Regions from separate parts of the Rattus norvegicus genome. Here region 1 is linked to region 2. Evidence: chromatin contacts called from public Hi-C data. All regions are on one chromosome and are shown on one strand. The core of a region is the stretch at or near the end of the contact, and the rest is flanking DNA. Distances in the headings are between cores, read along the strand shown. Region 1 has its middle 39 kb from the start of Slc2a2. Region 2 overlaps Tnik (TRAF2 and NCK interacting kinase).

Region 1 (3,128 bases), core at 446-2,945, 79 kb before region 2:
GTTAAACCTTCTTGAGGAATTACAGAGTATGGAGTGTTCCTACGAATCCAGTGCACTTCATTTTTGAAAAAATGTCATTTTATTAATAATTCGTCTACACTTCATTGCAGTGGGACCATATACTCTGCAGTGCTCAGAGTCATTTGTGCTAACGACCAGCGGCTCTCTCCTTCTTCGAAGGGGAAGCTGCAACAAATGAGTGGTGTTTATTAATGTGTCTGTGTATCTGGGGCTTTCTTATCAGCAGTTCATCCACAGACGAGAAACCCAAGGCTGGGAGGGCAGGGCTCAGTTCCCAGAGCTGTGAGGGCGTCATTCAGATTCCTCCAAGGACACTGGACAAGCATTTGCCAGGTTGAGAGAGAGAGAGTGAGAGAGAGAGAGAGAGAGAGAGAGAGAGAGAGGGAACCCATGAGCATGTTTGTGCTACTGCTGTCATCATGGGACAGTAGATGTGCCCATCTGAAGGTGCTGACAGGATAGATGTGCTACAATTATTTACAGGGGCCTGAGAGATGCCTCAGTTGTAAGGGCATCTGCACCAAGCTTGGTGACCTGAGTTTTATCCTCTGGTCCTAGATTTGATCCCCTCTCCTCACATGTGACATGGCCTGTTACTCCTCAAATAAATACAATAAAACTATTTTAAAGGCTATCTGGCACATAGTAAACACCTAATTTATACACTGGTTGTCTTAGAAGTGAACTCAAAGGCAACTAAATGGTTTGTTAAAAGTCACCCTGGGACTGAAGGAACGGCTTGTAGTGATCTTACCGAGGACCCAAGTTCAGTGCCCAACACCCATGTCAGGCAGCGCACAGCCTTCAGCTCCAGAGGGACCACCACTGTTGGTCCCTGGGGTGCCATATATCCTGCACCCATACATATACATAATGTAAGAAAAATCAGATCTTTACAACGTCCCTCTATGGTAGGCTGAAATTGAGCCCCTATAGATTTTTATGTGGAATATATTCCCACCTGAAAATGGAAGCAAGGTGGTGATTCCAGTTCCATTTAGCGAAGTACTATCCAACATTGAAAACTATCTAAAAGTAGGGAGAGAGAGGTGGTTTTTAAAATAGCTTACCTCTGCCCTCCCCCGCCCTGACACACACGCCCTGGAGTTTCAGATGACCGTTTGCTACAATATTGGTGCTAGGAAGCAAACGTGAGCCCTTTGCAAACGCAGTAATTGCTTTTAGCAACTGAGGCCTCCCTCCAGCCTGTATAGACTGTATTCTTCAGTTATTTATTTATTCACTGAATTTCAGTTTCAGAGCAAAGATGCAGCCTTTGCCTTCTACAAGCAAGACCTCCCTCCCTCACAGCGTTCCCCACCAGAGTGCAGTAGACCAACTAAACTCACTGACAGGTCCTCATCGCCCAAAGGCCATGGGTTATGTTGGGGTTCACGTTTGGTGTTATGTAGTCTGTAGCTCTAGACAAAAGCACTGATATGATATGTATCTAACAGTAGAGTATAGTATGGGGTGTAGTTAGTTTTAATGTCCTAAACATTCTTTGTGAGTGAGATCCAGTGGTTTCACAAGACAAAACAGCCAGACACTTGGTTGCAAATGACCTGGGTAAAAATCCACGAGGAGAGATCCCAGGCCTTATCTGGACAGCGAGTGGACTCTGAGATGCACCGGGAGAGCACATGGACAGCAGCACAAGCAGCTTAGAGTGAAACTGTTGATCAGCAAGCCCAACTGCAGACTTCAGATTAGCATCAAGGTGCGTGCATATTCACTTGAATACTGCGGAGAAAGGAGCATCCCCACAGCAGCTCCCAGATCAGACTCTGCTCCCCAGCAGGGAACTGGAGGCCACCTTCCATTGCTGCTCTTGCACCTACCAGAAAGATTCAATTTAGACTGTGATATCACAGTCAGGACCAGCCGTCTGGGGTTGGGGAGACAGCACAGCAGTAAAGTACTTGCCATAGGAGCTGAGATAGGACCCCCGGCGTTCACTGAAAAGCTTTGGTGCAGAGGGCCCACATCTGCACCTCCAGCAGTGGGGCTGAGCATGCGTGGAGACCGGTGAGTGTCAGCATTTGCTGGCGGTCAGCCTAGCTGAGATGGTAGGCTTCAGGGCTTGTGAGAGACTGTGCGTCCAACAAGGTGGAGTGCAACAGAGGGCGATCGGTACCGTTGGCCTCCTCCACACTTGCATGCTCCACTGTGCTCGCACCCAGTCCCCCAACACACACACCGCCTTCTATCAAACATCCTTCAAAATACTTTCCTGTGACGAGGATACATTGAAAATAAGACAGAAAGAACCATGCGACATTTTATTAAGCTCATTTCCAAGGCTAAAGTGAATAAATGTGCTTGCCACCGAGTAAGATCGTCACGGTGGGTTTCCCAGTGACATTTTGGATTAATGGAAAACTATTTGGCTTTGGAATAGGTTTTGAAGTGGAAGTTGATGTGTTTTGATCGGTTTTGAATCAATTTACAATTCATGAAGCCCTCAGATGGCAGAAAATAATGACTGCTGTGTGAGGCCGCTTGGTGAAAGTCACAGGAATCATCAACAGAGATTAAAAGTGTCTCAAGGCAGAGGATGGCTCTGGTAGAAGCCTAGAACTGTGGTAAACAGGCCATTTGTTAACAGGGAAGGGCTGGCTCTGCGACAGGTCTCTTTCCTGCACAGTATTTTAATACTCAACATGTAACCAACCGGTTTCATGTAACTGTAGTTTATTCTTAGGGGATATTGTTTAAAATAAATTATTTGTAGTAAAATAATATAAAAGCTTGGGCTTATGTGGAAATTTCCACTGGAGAATTGGAATTAGCATTGTATAGGATACTGTGTAGGAGAGGGATGTAGCGTGGTAAGGGATACCGTGGGTTATAGTATTGGATAGAATACCATAGCACATAGTGTCATGTAGACACCTATACTACTGCAACATACTATATTTTTTATTTTAATAAACAGCCCGGGCAGGAAGTCTATCTAACTTTGACCAGGAAATGATTTTATTTCCCTCATTTCTTGGTGATGGTCAGTTTATGCTAGTCCAAGCTCAAATCCGAGTCTCAGAACCGTGGTGCCCCTGATCTAGAATGGATCTTAGTGACCGTCTGTCATCTGATGCTTCCCCCTT
Region 2 (3,558 bases), core at 320-2,819:
AGTGACTAACTCATTATTCCATCACATAAAATAGCACTCAATAAGTGCTTACCAAGAGAATGAATGACACATTTGTCATCTGAGCGCTTAGTTACTGTGGTCTATGTGTTTCTGATAACATAATAATCAGAATTTACAATGATGCCTTTGAAGGGATACAGAATTCTTTAAAGCCTTCTGGATTTCCCACTATTAAAGGACGAGTCTAATTCTGCAAACAAATGATACATATGCCAGTTATTTTCTGTATAAAATATCTGTACAAAAAATATCCTGTATCGTAAGAAAGTCAGGTAGGATAGATTTTTACAGGGATATATGATATATGAAATGTTGGTTTCTGCTCGGCTCTTTTATAATTTTTTTACGGTGTGAACTGCCCCCCCCCCCACCTTTGCAATGCTAGGGACTAAACCCAATCCCTCCTTTTAAATACTCTGCCATCGAGCTACACCCCAGCCAACATGGCTTGTTCTCTGACCTTACAGAGAAAGATTCACAAAGATTAACACATCCTTAAAAGAAACATTAGGTAAGCATATATAGGAAAAATTAGTATTTTATGTGACTTTTAGATTAAACCACTTGCTTTTCTGTAATACCTATTTTATTGTTTATATAAGATGAAATTTGCTCAATGTCTCATTCAAGTTCTTTTACAAAGTTATTAGCAGATATTGTCCTTCTTGTCTTCTGTTTTTGAATTTCATAGGAATTTGAGCACATGGGACTAGTTACATGCATTATAAGGTGCCTTTGCTATCTTGACTGGAATTCCACAAGCAAGAAGCTGTGGTTTTCTGGATAACCGAGGTAAAATTTTTCTGATACTTAAGAGGGTCTCAAAGTCCTAGTGAGTACTGATCAACTATTGCTCTCAGGTCACACCTTCTTCTGTAACTTTGTGTTATCGGTCGGCATGTGTGTGCCAAGGCAGTGAAATAAGACAGCCTTGATCAGAAGGACCAGATTAGAAATGTTCAGAAGGCTGATGGGAGATGAGTAGGTTAAGCAGGATGCTGACATTTTTAAAACGTTTTCCAGGTATAGGCAAGACACAGCATTCAGAAATGTTACTGTCTCCTGCAATTAGTCTTATGGCTTTATAATTACATGATCCTAGTTTATGTGACACAATCCGATCACTAAAATATTTGGGCTAATACATGTCAAATGATAATTAAAAAATATTTCTATGCAAAGGAAAATTTAACAGCTGTTTTTCAGAGCCATCTTTAGAAGCAATCCTAAATGTTTTCCACAGTCACACTTGAAGTGCTCTGCTTCTTTCTGAGAACATGCATGTCTCTTTCATGCAGAAACCCGCAGTCTTCACGAATGCAGAGCTTGTGGACATGAAGCTCTGTGCTGCCTGGTGGGGATGGTGTGGGCTGGGTCTAATGCTTTGCCACACAGTCCGACTAAGGAAAGAGGAAACTGCAGCCTCAGAGGATGACAAGAAAGGACGAAATAATTCTGATTCCCACACAAAGGCAGTGGTGGGGCCTGGATGTCACCAGATTGCTATGGAAAACATACTCCCCCATGTGGTCTGCTTTGTGAATAGTACTCTGCCCAGTCAACATCCCTTCCTCCCTTGGTCAAACACTGCTTAGCTGGTTTCAGTGTCTGGCACTGTACTCTCCGATGGGGAGCAGTCGGACAGACTCAGGCTGTGGTGATGCATTTTACAGGTGCTGTGTGTGTTTGTGAACCTTGTCTGTACCCCCCCCCCCAGCTTACCTTTATGTTTCTAAATAAGTGCATATAAACAAGCCCATTGTGCTATAAAGATTAGAAAGGCTCCTTTAGGGCACAAAACACAAAGGGCTCATCATGTATGGGAGGGGGTGAGCTTTCTTGATTGAATCTCCTAGTCACTTGTCTCTGTCTCCTAATGTCAAGACATCTCAGAAGGTGACTTGGAATGAATGCGGAGGAAGGGGCATGGAGAACATTCTAGAACAAGGCCCTCTCTAGTTGTCAAAAGATAAGACACTAAGGTTCCAAGACAGACAATATGAATAAGTTGGTTCTTGTTTTCTGAGTTCCTTTATGGTATCTCCCCTGATTGCTGTTTCTGCTCTCAGTTACCACCACATAAATCTGTGGCTGGACCAACTCTGTAGGTTACAGTTTCAAACCCATACGGTGCCTTCTTGAGACTACACGAGGGCAACCTTCGGGGCAATGTCGAAAGCCTCTCTGCTGTGCCTGTGCTGTTATTTCTCAGTTAAAAAACCAAGCTGAAGTCTTGTGTACATCTCATGAACACGCAGAAATTTCCTTATTCCTTTCAATCGCCAGAGACAAGTTTTAAAGGAAAAGATTCTCAAAAGCCACACCATCAGTCCCACTTTCAAATATGGACAGTAGCGATGGGGTTCTCAGCATGAAAACTATCAATTTGTAAAGCCATTTCCCTTCCACGAAGTTGCTTAGAGCTCACACATGCACACTACTGCCTACCTCATGCCCGGTTTACTCATGTCAAAGCTCAGGTGAAAGTGTCTTAAGAGTTCAGCTAATCTCCGCTCACACCTACGGCATGTAGCACACCACGATGAGGCTTTTCTTTCCAACTCTTCCTCATGTTTTCTCACTGCCTTTCTTTCTACGCATTTAAGTAGATGTGAACTTTCTGCTAGGAAGTGTCTTTCTGAATGGTTGAGCGGTCTTCATCTACGCATGCTGTGGTGTTTTCTCTTGTTGGTAGGACTCTGGTGCTCTGCACTATCTTGTTTTGTGGGCCTGAGGTAAAGTGGTCATCTCACATTCTTTTGGGCATCGTTCTGGGCACTTCTTTTATCTTCTTTTCCACAATCACTAAGTTTAGTTTTTTTTGATTTTTGTTTTTTATTTTAGTGGGACACATCCTCAGTAGCTTTCTCAGAGACGGTGCATGAAATGGAATATTCTGGAGCTAGGGCCTGCCTATAAATGTCTTCACACTGACGTGTAATTTGATAGCATAATGCTTAACTTTATAGGTCAATTTGGCTGGGCTAATCAAATCAAATATTCGATCAAACATTATTCAATGTGTTTCTATCAGAGTTTTCCTGATGAGAATAATATTTAAAATAGTTGCCTGGTAAAGCAGAGTACAGTGTGCCTTAGCTAAGAACTTGAAGGTCTGAATAGAACCAGAAGGCAAAGCCTCCCCCTGTCCCAGGTGAGGTATGAGTTTTCTTATCTTCAAACTCAGGCTGGACCAGCGCTTCTGGGGTCTTTAGTCAGCTAGGTTTCTGACTGGAATCCTGTCATCAATTCATTGGGTCCCCAGGCTTTTTGACTTGAATCAAATCACACAATTGGCTTTCCTAGGTCTCCAGGTTCCCAACTGAAACATTTTTTTGGGGGAGGGGGCACTTCTTCGTTTCCAAAGCTATGAGAACCAATTCCTGGTAAGAAATCTCTGCCAAGGTCTTCCTTCTTGCCTTAGTTTTACACACACACACACACACACACACACACACACACATTGAAAGTATTTTTTTGTGATGTCTCCTGTATTGTAATGATCTTGAACTTCTGATCTTCCTACTTCTACTTCTG

Evidence for each region. A called contact is a pair of places that touch in the nucleus more often than the background predicts.
Region 1: a Hi-C map of liver shows a contact between it and region 2, with 17 times the contacts expected there. The contact joins two enhancer-like sites. A contact is called at or near these places in 8 of 12 Hi-C or Micro-C datasets (the A7r5 cell line, the Rat2 cell line, Schwann cells and 3 more).

The regions. Positions count from the first base shown.
Region 1 is chr2:113,577,733-113,580,860 of GRCr8, reverse strand. No RefSeq gene overlaps it. Among named protein-coding and RNA genes, the nearest start is that of Slc2a2, 39 kb to the right of the region's middle. Within about 2 kb of position 1,695, at least 1 of the 93 cell types and tissues checked has an H3K27ac peak or open chromatin away from gene starts, as enhancers often do. A contact at or near this core is called in liver, where this site is marked.
Region 2 is chr2:113,498,297-113,501,854 of GRCr8, reverse strand. All of the region lies in intron 27 of Tnik (TRAF2 and NCK interacting kinase), which reads right to left. Among named protein-coding and RNA genes, the nearest start is that of Slc2a2, 40 kb to the left of the region's middle. Within about 2 kb of position 1,569, at least 10 of the 93 cell types and tissues checked have an H3K27ac peak or open chromatin away from gene starts, as enhancers often do. A contact at or near this core is called in liver, where this site is marked.